Linked DNA regions of Pan troglodytes: all the other regions are linked to region 3. A link is a contact called in public Hi-C and HiChIP or PLAC-seq data. All regions are on one chromosome and are shown on one strand. The core of a region is the stretch at or near the end of the contact, and the rest is flanking DNA. Distances in the headings are between cores, read along the strand shown. Region 1 holds the start of PCSK7 (proprotein convertase subtilisin/kexin type 7). Region 2 holds the start of SIK3 (SIK family kinase 3). Region 3 holds the start of APOA5 (apolipoprotein A5).

Region 1 (3,886 bases), core at 684-3,183, 440 kb before region 3:
AGTCCTAGTGTCCTAGTGGGCAGCAATCCTCAGGAGTCACTGTATTTACATAAATATCTAGGAGTCTGTGCAAAGATCTTATTTTCACTTTTGGCAGAAATGTAGTCATTTCAAACAATACATCTTAGTCTGCCAGGATCTTCCAAGTGGTCCCAGGCCTACCTTGTCTGCTATCATTTTTAATAAAAGACGTACTTTTCGGCCTAGTATCAATCAGATCTCATGTTTTTAAATCACTTTATGGCTGTTACATTCAAAGCATTCTCCATTAATTTAAGTGAAGTTTTTGGAGGTGTCTGCCTGTAAGTCAACAAGTAATGCAATACTGGGCAATCCAGGGTGCATCTTTTACTGTCAGCGTGCTCCCCACAGATAGGAAAGGCCTGATACCCACTAACTGAGCAAAGAACAGACTCTTCAGAGTGACTAGTGGTGCAAAAAAGAATCCTGGGTTCTCTAGCGTGAAAAAGACAAGGTAAAAAACATGGTAACACAAGTAAGGGAACTGGGACGGACGCCTTTTTTAAAAATCAAAAGGTCATCTTTTATGCCGCAGAGCAAACTTATGACCTTATGAGGAGAAAAGAAAATCAAAATACTTGGGAGGTGGGGATGAACATAGGGTTAGTCTGCATTCTCGCTTTTATTTTAACAGCATCACACGTATTCCCCCCGGAACACTGAAGAGCGCGTGGGGCAGACAGGTAGATGGGGCTGTGTCAACACCTCAGTCACAGCCCACAGACCCTCTGTGCCTCAGTTTCCCTCATTATACAAAGCTCCTGGGAGAAAATGGGCCCAAACCGCCATTGCTGCTCCCTCAGGTGCAAACATCCCGTCTCCAACATAGCCCAGGGCTGGGGGTCCTCTGCGCCCGGTGAACGAAACCCCAGGACAAGGGTCATGCATGCAACTCCGTGGCTAGAGAGCCCGTGGCGCGGGTAGGAACAGCTGGCTGGAGGGTCGAGTGTACCAAAAAGAACTCCGCAACCCGGGGCGACCACCAGCGAAGCAGGGGCGCCGGAGCCACGGGTCCTCGGGCGAGAACAGGGGACAGACGGGAAGGGGACAATGGGGGGAAGCGGCGCTGGGTGGCCCTGGCCACCCCCCACAGGGTACTGCTAGGCTGGCCGCTGGCTCGGACCAGACCCCCCTCCACCCCTTCCCCTCGGCCTCCCCACCCCGCTGCCAGCCACCCCCCCGTCCCATTTCTAGGCCGGGACCCCCGCCTCGGTTCTCACAGCACCCTCCACGCCCCCCACCCGACCCCCATGCCCGGCCCTCGCCCCGCAACCCCCACCCACGCTCGCCCCGCACACACCTCCCGCGCCGCGCCCCCGGGAGGAAAGTGGGGGAGGGACGGGACGCACCTGAGCGGGCGGAGCGGGGGGAGGGGGCGGCCGAGCCACGGGGGGAGGGGTTGAGCGCCGGCCCGCGCGCGGCACCTCCCACTTCCGGCGGCACGAGCGGAGGGGGCGAGGCTCCGGCCGCGAGGAGAGGCCGCGGTGGCGCCGCGCCGCCCCCGACGGCGCCCTCTGGCGGCGACAGCTGGCGCCGCCGGGGCACGGGGATGCTGCGGGAGACCCCTGAGATACAGGTGGACTCTCCCGGGGCGCGGGGAAGAAGGGAGAGCCGACTGCGAGAAGGAAGGCGACCTGGGTGGGCAGGATCCCCTCTGGGAAGATTACAGGGACATTCGGGGCCATGGCGGTCAGAAGGAGAAGAGCAACGAGTGGCTTTTAAAGGTCGGAACCGAGATGCCCTTTACAGAGGACGCCATGAAGGAGAGCCTTCTGAAGAGGGACCATGTGGAAGATGCCCCGAGGACTCGGGGTGGCGGAGCCCGCGGGTTCAGCCCCCAGCGCCCGCACGGCCCCTGCCTGCGTAGGCCGCCCGCGGGAGCCGGATCCCGGGCGCCGGTTGCTGTGGCCCGCGGGGGTCGCCGGGCCGCAGGCGCCGCGCTGATTGGCTGCGCCGCGGGCGGAAGTGATGCTGCTGTCACTGCTCCTCCGGCTCCCGGGAAGCCGCGAGTTTCCGCAGGGAGGCGGCGGCAGCTGCGGCCGGGCCGGTGAGTTGGGAACTAGGTGTGGGGCTGGACCTGGGTAGTCAGGGGGGCCCAGAAGTGGGGGAAGCCGGCGTCTGAGGATGAGGGAGATGCACAGAGGGTGCCTGAGGTCCTGGCGTGGGGGACCCCAAGGAGATGGGGCCCCAGGGCCCAGGATTCCTGGATAATGTGGGTGCTAATGAGGAGAGGGGCACATTGCACGGAGCGATCGAGGCCGACGGAGGGAGAATTGGGAAACTGACCCGGTACCCAAGCTGGCTTCTAGGAGCCGGGTGTGGAACAGCGAGGACAGTCGCTTGGGAGCAGGATCTTGGACTCCGGGCTGCCCATTCTCTTCTCCCTTGTCAATTAAGAGCTGTAAAGGGAGGCCTAGCCGTTGGGAGAGGTTGAGACCTGCTTTCAGAAGGCATTTAAGGTTCCTTTCCCAGAAGCCTGGGGGATAAAAATGCTGCTTTGCCACTAGTAGACAGAAGGAGCTCCTGCTTCTCTTTCTTCCTGACATCTGTGGTGGGATCTACTGAGTCTGAAGGAGTCTGCCTAGCGGGGCCACTGTCTGGCTAACAAGGGTTTTGTTTGTTAGTTTGTTTACTTAGTAGAGTATGCAGACTGGGGAAGACACCTAAATATCTTGGGAGAATTGAGGCTCCGGGGGGCAGGGAGGGATTGAGAGGGAATATGCCTGGAAACCTAAGAGAAAACGAGAGGAAGAAATGTAGTATGAAGATTTTTAGAGGTAAAGGAGAGGTGGCATAAGTTCTCCTTTCCAGGAAGCCTTTTAGTAAAATTCCCATTTTTCTGGAATGCTTTGAGGTAGAGCCGCTTGGGTGTGTATCTGAGTACTAAGCCCTGCCCCAGGGTGGACCCAGTGGAGAGCAAAGGCTTTTAAAGGAGCCCAGCCACCATAGGTACACACATGTCCTGCCACCCCATTTGTCTGTCCCCCAGTTCTAACTTGGCTCTTTTTTTTTTTTTTTTTGAGGGCTCCTGAGACCAATTCCCTGGTTCTGTCAAACCCAGGCAATTGGAGTCCCAGTCTGGAGTCTGAGTCCTCACCTTGAAGCCAGCCTCCTGAGCTCAGTACAGGAGTAGCTGCTTAGTGAGGTTCTCTCGTCATTCGTTCTCTCCTGGTTGCCCGCTTGTCCTTGGTGCCTGTTCTGTTTTGTTTGCACTCTCTGGCTTTCCCTGTTTCGCCCCCGCCACCTCCCTCCTTTCACTTTCCCTGGTATCCTGGGATACACAAATCAGGAAGTTAGCTACCACCTGGACTTCTAGGATGTTATTACCTATTCTTTCAAGAGGCACTTTGGTAACAGTTTTTTGCTAGGCCTCTGGGGAACAAAATGAAAAGAGGGTGGCACGATAGCACAGGAAGTGGGTTTTTTGGGTGTTATACTGATTTGGCCTCACCATACCAGTTCTGCTCCAGTCTATGACCGATTTTAGATCTTTGGAAATGACAATTAATGAAGTTTCTTTGGTCCCTGGTCCTGGAGTTTATCTAACCTCAGCTTGTTGCCCTGGGATTGGTGGGACATTATTTCTTCTGTTCTTGGATCCCACAGGTCTGTAGCCTTTGCTGAGTCAACACTACTCACAGTGAAAGTGATGCCTTTTCTCCATTTGCACAACATGAGTGTGACGTGGTTAGCCGGACCAGGAGCTCAACCTCATGTAGAATCCAGGTGGGCACGGGGCCCTGTTATGGGGAATTAGCCTTGAGGACAACTGGACTGAGGAGTCAGCTAGGGAAAGATTTATGTCCCCTCTAAATGTAGGGGTGAAGGGGTTGTCTCTGCTAAAGAACAGTCACGATGCAGCCAG
Region 2 (3,425 bases), core at 424-2,923, 300 kb before region 3:
CAAAAACTGCAGCTGTGAAGCCCAGCACCAAAGTTATAGTCCCTGCTAGAGGCGCTGAGAGCCATGAAGTGATAGGAGAGGCAGGTCACACCCCATCATTTATCTGGGATGGAATGAGCTCAGCTGATGAAAGGGCTTAACCAATGCAAGAAGCCAAGGCCCACTTCATTCTTATCTTTATTTGCTAATAAGGGAGCCAATTAGTGTTTAATTGTGTTGGCAGTTTGGAACAGCTACCAGGGAATTGATCCAAGACCATTGTGGGATGACCCCTCTGTCCCATCTTAAGTCCCAGCCATTACTCATGGTTGGATAGGGAATTGGAGCACCAGGAGGTGTTCTTTGGTCAGCGAGTAAACACGAGTTCTCCTTCCACACATTTACAGTGCCCTGGGTGTCAGTTTTTAATACTGTGCATGCAGTGACCTGACAATAAAGTTCTACCATTGAGAGAGACATAGATATGGATGGATCAGGACTAGTCCAAAGGAATACATTTTAACATTGGAATATTCACAATCTTCCCTCCTTTCCACCCAGCCTGCCAAAGACTATTTTGTTGATAGTCTGATTTCCTACCTGCAACCCTCACCTAAAGCAGCTAAGTTAATCTATTTAATAAAGGGAAGGGGAGAGAGGAGGAGGAAGCCTGGGAGCTATGAAGGATGCAGGTAATAGGCAGGGGAAGAAAAAGAGATATGAAATTGCTGGAGTTATTAACTTGATGACCCTTAATGTCCTCGGAGAGTCACTAGGAAGGATGGAATTTTTATTATTTACTTATTTATTTTGCTTAACCGACTGTTGTTTAAACACGACGTGGTTCATTGGACAATGCGCACCACTGCTTCATCAGGGTTATACAAGCAACAGAAATAGTATGTAGGCACTCTGACAGACATCCCTGTAGAATTGTTCAGAGATGGGGGTGGTAGGAAGGAAAATGACGTACCTTCTTTGGCTGTCACCCACCCAATGACTGGAATGCCTGTTTGGACTGGCTTGTCCGCCCTTGAACACGCAAATCCTGGTTTCCCCATTCTCCTATATTCGGTGACAATTAGGTTGACTGTGCAGGGTGAGCTGGATTTTGTAAGAGGAAGGAATTTTACCGAAGAATTCCCCTGCGTTGTTACCAACTTGGTTACAGTTGCTTCAAGAGTGTAGCTATTCCTGCATTTGTGGCCTCAAGGGCTAAAGTGGGACAACGCTGGTATTTTTGGTGATGAGGAAACACTTTTTTTTTGTTAAGGGAGGTTGGGTGATCGTTGAACTGGGACAGAGGTCACAGTAGAGGTCACATTGGCCATTCGAGCGGCGGTGGGGGGTTGGCTTTGGGTCGGGCATCCTGCGCCCCCCACTCGGGAAAGGTGGCGGAGGCTTCGAGGTTGGGGGCCCATCGGAGGTTCCCACCGCCAGCTCCCGGAGGGGGGCACTCGGGAGCCAGCGCCTCAGGAACCGGGGCCCAAGCGGGAAGGTCGAGCCCGCCGGTGAGGTCACGGTTGCCATGGCTCCGGGCAGTGACGCGCGTCGGCACGTGACCCGCGGTTGCCATGGAGCCGGGCGCCGGGCGGCGAAGGCGCCCCGCCTCCCCGAGTGACGTCCGCGGCCCCCCCTTTCCCGCCCCCCCTTGCCCCCTCCCCCGAGCCGGCTCCCCGCGGCCCCGGAGGTTTCACTGCACAACAAGATGGCGGCGGCGGCGGCGAGCGGAGCTGGCGGGGCTGCCGGGGCCGGGACGGGGGGAGCCGGGCCCGCGGGCCGCCTGCTGCCTCCGCCCGCGCCGGGGTCCCCAGCCGCCCCCGCTGCCGTGTCCCCTGCGGCCGGCCAGCCGCGTCCCCCAGCCCCGGCCTCCCGCGGACCCATGCCCGCCCGTATCGGCTACTACGAGATCGACCGCACCATCGGCAAGGGCAACTTCGCGGTGGTCAAGCGGGCCACGCACCTCGTCACCAAGGCCAAGGTACCGGCGCAGGGGCCAGGCGGCCGTCGGAGCGTGGCGGGGCCGGGAGAGGTCCGCGCCCCCAGCCGGGGGGTCAGGGCGGCGAGCGCGGCGCGTGGTGGGAGCATTGGGGGCCGGGAGGCGGGAGGGAGCCGACCGCGGCGGGGCGGGCGCGGAGCTAGGGACACCTGGGACTCGAGACGGCGGAACTCCAAGCAGGGGGCCGAGGGCACAGAGCACCGGCGCCCAGGAGCCGGGCGCGGGGAGGGGTCTTCGGGGCTGAGGGCAGGCGGGTAAAGGGGATGATTGGAAAGAAGGGGTCGGAACTCCCCGAGGGCCGGGAGACTGTAAGCCCAGAAGACTCTGGAACCAGCAGCTAGGGAATCATAAGGGAATGAGGGCAGGGGCATATGAAATGTGGACCCGGAGGATGGGGAAAAACAAGGGTGAAGTGGCAGACCCGGGCTTGTAAGGGGACCCAGGACGGCTGGGGCACGGACTGGGAATGTGCACGTCTGCAGGGCGCTGGGAGGTCCCAGGATCCTGGTGCCTTAAGACAGAGACAGGAATCCGCATTTGATCATCTAAGACTGATAGATGGTGCGAAGGGGATCCCGAGGAGACACGATTAGTGGAGGAGGCAGTGAGGAAAATGGGGAAATAAGGGGGAAATTGCTTTGCTTGTCCACAGGAAGGGGCCCAGGGAATGGGGGAGTGAGGTGGGGGTGGGGGGTGTCCCAGGTTTATGATGGCACTAGGTAGTCAGGGGTTAAACAATTTGGGAGAGCTGATTGCTGGTTATTTTTAGTTGTTGGAGGGTCGGGAATTGTGGGCTTTGTAGAACCCAGGGTGGGCTTTTACTGGTTGGGGGGAAGCTTGTGATTGAAGAACCCAGACACCGGGAGATTACACTCATCGAGCCCTTAGTTCTCAAAGGGATTTGAGGCGCTATAGGAGTGAAATTGGCCAAGGTCAATTAGGAAGCTATATATGTATGCATGTAAAATTCTTTCTTTGAGGAAATATGGTAGCACTTTCATGTAGCCTTCGTTGGGAGGACTGGAATCTAAGACATCAGGAGGAATCTTTTGGTTTTGGTGGAACCCGCAAAGCCCATTTTTACTCTAAAATTTTCTTTGCTCAATATCTTACTTGAATGAATACTTTTAATGTAGTCATTCATTATGTTTAGAACTGCAGCTTGTGTTTTCCCTCAACCTGAGGAATGAAGAACCCTTACAGCTGCTGCCGCCTCCTACCAAAGCCACATCAATTCCCCTCACCTCCTCAGCCTAGCCTCTGGTTGTCATGACCTACCTTGTTTTTGCTTTTATGGCAGTGGCTTGTTTTCTGAAGCCAGTGACTTATCTAGACCTTCTCTCCTGATCACTTGCAACCTGAAGTTCCTTCCCCACCATCTTTCTGCCTGAGGCTACAAGGGGCCCTTCTTACCAGGGTGTCAGGGTGGGTGGCTGTGGCGAATTGA
Region 3 (3,496 bases), core at 383-2,882:
TACTGGAGCTGTGTAGCAGGGGCTACTACTGTTCCCTCAAATCCTTTCTTCTCTTCTTCCTGAGTAATAGAGTCCTTTTTCAGCTAGGCATACAGCCATCCAAAATAAAAACTATATTTCCCAGCCTCCTTTTCAGCTAAGTGTAGCCATGTGACTAAGTTGTGGCCAATGGGATGTCAGTACAAGTGGTAATGGCAATATCTGGGATGTGTCTTTAAAAGGAAGGAACATGTCCTTCTCCTTTTCCTCCTTCCTGTTCCCTGGGAGGTGAACTTGGTAGCTGGAGGTGAAGCAGCTGGAACTTGGATATGAGCATCTCGTTGATGATAATAGTGCAACAAGATAGAAGCGGCCCGAGCTGGCCTACATTTACATGAGAAGGAAATAAGACTCCATTTTGTTTAAGCTATTCTCTTGCATATATATATATACACATATATATCAGCTAAGTGTAGCCATGTGACTAACTTGTGGCCAATGGGATGTCAGTATGAGTGGTAAGAGCAGTATCTTGTATATATATATGTATATATATACACACACATATATACATATATGTATGCAAGAATATAAAATATATATGTGTGTGTGTATATATATATGCACACATATATGTGTCCCTTGCAGCCAAGTCTAATTCTAACTAATACAAACTAACTCTAAAAAATGAATATATATTCACCAGGGGATAGGCTATTTCAAGCAGAGGGAAGACTGTATAAAGGCTCAGGGGATGCCGTGGTTTTATGTGGCAGCAGATGAGACTGGAAATGAGTCAGGATGAGCCACAGTGGAGGATGAATTAAATGGGCAGGACTGTGATAGAAAGACCTGTTGGAGGCTATGAATGCAATCAAGGTGACAGACAACTGGTGCAATGATAGTAGTGGAAATGGAGGAGAGGGGATTGATTCAAGATGCATTTAGGACCAAGAATCGGGAGCTTGTGAACATGTGTGTATGAGTACTGTAGACGGAGTGGGTGTGTCATCAGAGAAGATCTGAGCATTTGGGCTTGCTCTCCTCAGAGGCCCTGCGAGTGGAGTTCAGCTTTTCCTCATGGGGCAAATCCTACTTTCGCTCCAGTTCCTGGGGCTCAGAGTCCCTGGCCCAGATGCCTCTTGCCATCTCATCTTCACCCTGCCTGGCTTCCCTTGCTTGTTCCAGGATTGTTTCATAAAGAGGGATGTGGTTGGGTCTTTAACCCTATGAATGCTGGCTGAGGATGCCTGCGGAGCCTGTAGTGAAGCTGTCAGGGGCTGCTCAGGTTCTGGCTGGTAGGTGAACACTGTCCATCTTGCTGGCTGGGACACAGTGACTCTGGGTAGTTGTGTAAGAGAGGGGCCCTTGGCAGACAAACAGGTTCTTCTCTGTTGGTGGGCCAGCCAGCTGGTCATTGGGAAGGTTAAAGGTCATGGGGTTTGGGAGAAACTGGGTGAGGAGTTCAGCCCCATCCCCCGTAAAGCTCCTGGGAAGCACTTCTCTACTGGGGCAGCCCCTGATACCAGGGCACTCATTAACCCTCTGGGTGCCAGGGAAAGGGCAGGAGGTGAGTGCTGGGAGGCAGCTGAGGTCAACTTCTTTTGAACTTCCACGTGGTATTTACTCAGAGCAATTGGTGCCAGAGGCTCAGGGCCCTGGAGTATAAAGCAGAATGTCTGCTCTCTGTGCCCAGACGTGAGCAGGTGAGCAGCTGGGGCAGAGGGATGGGGGTCACAGTCCTAAGGGAGGGCATTGCAGGTGGCCTCAGGGGAGAGCCTGGGGTGGCCCCTAAGACGTCCTCTTGGAACATTTTGGCAGAGTTGCCTCTTCGCCCTCGTTATGGCTCAGTTTTTCCACCATGAAATGGGAGGGAGGGAGACAGGTGGGCAGGGGAGAGGTGGTAGAAGTGGCCTAGAGAACTGTTCCTGGGGTCTGGGACCTTTGTGAAGGGGTTAGAGCACCACGCTCCCTGCTATGTGACTGAGGTAGCAAGAGCACGCCCTCTTCCCATGTCTGAGGAAGACACCCTAGCCTCCTTGACTCACCTAGGTCGGTCCTCTTGAGCCCCAACAGCTCTGTGCTCCCCAGCCCAAGGAAGGGGTAACAGGATTTCGGGCAGTTGCCCCTGCAGAGGCCCCCTGGGCAAGTCTCCTGCGCCATGTCCCTTCCTCTCCTTCTTCCCCTAACCAGGCCTCCCTCCACCTGTCTTCTCAGAGCAGATAATGGCAAGCATGGCTGCCGTGCTCACCTGGGCTCTGGCTCTTCTTTCAGGTGGGTCTCCGACCCTGACTTCAACGTGGGGGTGTGGGTGGAGGCTGGCCAGAGGGCCCTGTCCACCCTGGGGGAGGAGAGCCCAGGCCCTGATTACCTAGTCCCTCTCCGCAGCGTTTTCAGCCACCCAGGCACGGAAAGGCTTCTGGGACTACTTCAGCCAGACCAGCGGGGACAAAGGCAGGGTGGAGCAGATCCATCAGCAGAAGATGGCTCGCGAGCCCGCGTGAGTGCCCAGGGGAAGGGGTGTAGGCGAAGGGAGGAGACAGCTGGGCCATGCCATGATGCCCTGCCTCTGCTGCCTCAACCTCTGTGGCCGCTGCTGGGACAGAGGAAAGGAGCGGTGCTAGCTCTGTCTGCAGATCCCGGCCATCCTGGGCTCTTTAGCGCCCTCTGCCTGCAGCCCCCGCCTTGACAACTCTGTAGCTGTTGCCCCCTTGCTCACTGAGGCGCGGGACCTGGGATCAATCGGCAGGACGCCCGCTGCAGTCCCCAGAATCAAAGGATGATGTGGCGCATCTATGTTTCTTTGGAGAGTGTTGTAGGTCTGGATTTGTATGGGCAATGTGTTTGTGCTTCGTGCGTGAGGAGTTGTTACTGGCCAGGGCTAGGACAAGAGCCCTCGACCCTGGGGCCAACGCCCTGCGTCCTTGGTTCCCCCAGAGGATCAGTGCGCGATGACGTGGGGACAAAGGAGATGATGGGGGCTAGCAGTCTGACGGCCTGGATATCTGTCCCCTTCTCCAGGACCCTGAAAGACAGCCTTGAGCAAGACCTCAACAACATGAACAAGTTCCTGGAAAAGCTGAGGCCTGTGAGTGGGAGCGAGGCTCCTCGGCTCCCACAGGACCCGGTGGGCATGCGGCAGCAGCTGCAGGAGGAGTTGGAGGAGGTGAAGGCTCGCCTCCAGCCCTACATGGCAGAGGCGCACGAGCTGGTGGGCTGGAATTTGGAGGGCTTGCGGCAGCAACTGAAGCCCTACACGATGGATCTGATGGAGCAGGTGGCCCTGCGCGTGCAGGAGCTGCAGGAGCAGTTGCGCGTGGTGGGAGAAGACACCAAGGCCCAGCTGCTGGGGGGCGTGGACGAGGCGCGGGCTTTGCTGCAGGGACTGCAGAGCCGCGTGGTGCACCACACCGGCCGCTTCAAAGAGCTCTTCCACCCATACGCCGAGAGCCTGGTGAGCGGCATCGGGCGCCACGTGCAGGAGCTGCACCGCAGTGTGGCTCCGCACGCCCCCGCC

The links. Hi-C and Micro-C count contacts between places; a contact is called where the count stands out from the background. HiChIP or PLAC-seq counts read pairs in DNA pulled down with a chosen protein or histone mark.
Region 1: a contact with region 3 is called in an H3K4me3 HiChIP or PLAC-seq map of stem cell-derived excitatory neurons, with 18 times the contacts expected there. The contact joins the promoter of PCSK7 here to the promoter of APOA5 in region 3. A contact is called at or near these places in 2 of 7 Hi-C or Micro-C datasets (blood and stem cell-derived neural progenitor cells) and 1 of 1 datasets of contacts at active chromatin or transcription factors (stem cell-derived excitatory neurons).
Region 2: a Hi-C map of stem cell-derived neural progenitor cells shows a contact between it and region 3, with 3 times the contacts expected there. The contact joins the promoter of SIK3 here to the promoter of APOA5 in region 3. A contact is called at or near these places in 3 of 7 Hi-C or Micro-C datasets (blood, induced pluripotent stem cells and stem cell-derived neural progenitor cells) and 1 of 1 datasets of contacts at active chromatin or transcription factors (stem cell-derived excitatory neurons).

The regions. Positions count from the first base shown.
Region 1 is chr9:119,172,552-119,176,437 of NHGRI_mPanTro3-v2.0_pri, reverse strand. It overlaps PCSK7 (proprotein convertase subtilisin/kexin type 7), which reads left to right and starts at 1,933. Exons shown (of 21, transcript XR_010147320.1): 1 at 1,933-2,068; 2 at 3,628-3,747. It overlaps RNF214 (ring finger protein 214), which reads right to left and starts at 1,706. Exons shown (of 15, transcript XM_003313315.5): 1 at 1,371-1,706. The coding sequence starts at 1,706.
Region 2 is chr9:119,038,958-119,042,382 of NHGRI_mPanTro3-v2.0_pri, reverse strand. It overlaps SIK3 (SIK family kinase 3), which reads left to right and starts at 1,673. Exons shown (of 24, transcript XR_010147689.1): 1 at 1,673-1,960.
Region 3 is chr9:118,734,684-118,738,179 of NHGRI_mPanTro3-v2.0_pri, reverse strand. APOA5 (apolipoprotein A5) reads left to right here and starts at 1,632. Exons shown (of 4, transcript XM_003313313.6): 1 at 1,632-1,685; 2 at 2,173-2,253; 3 at 2,368-2,479; 4 at 3,001-3,496. The coding sequence starts at 2,205.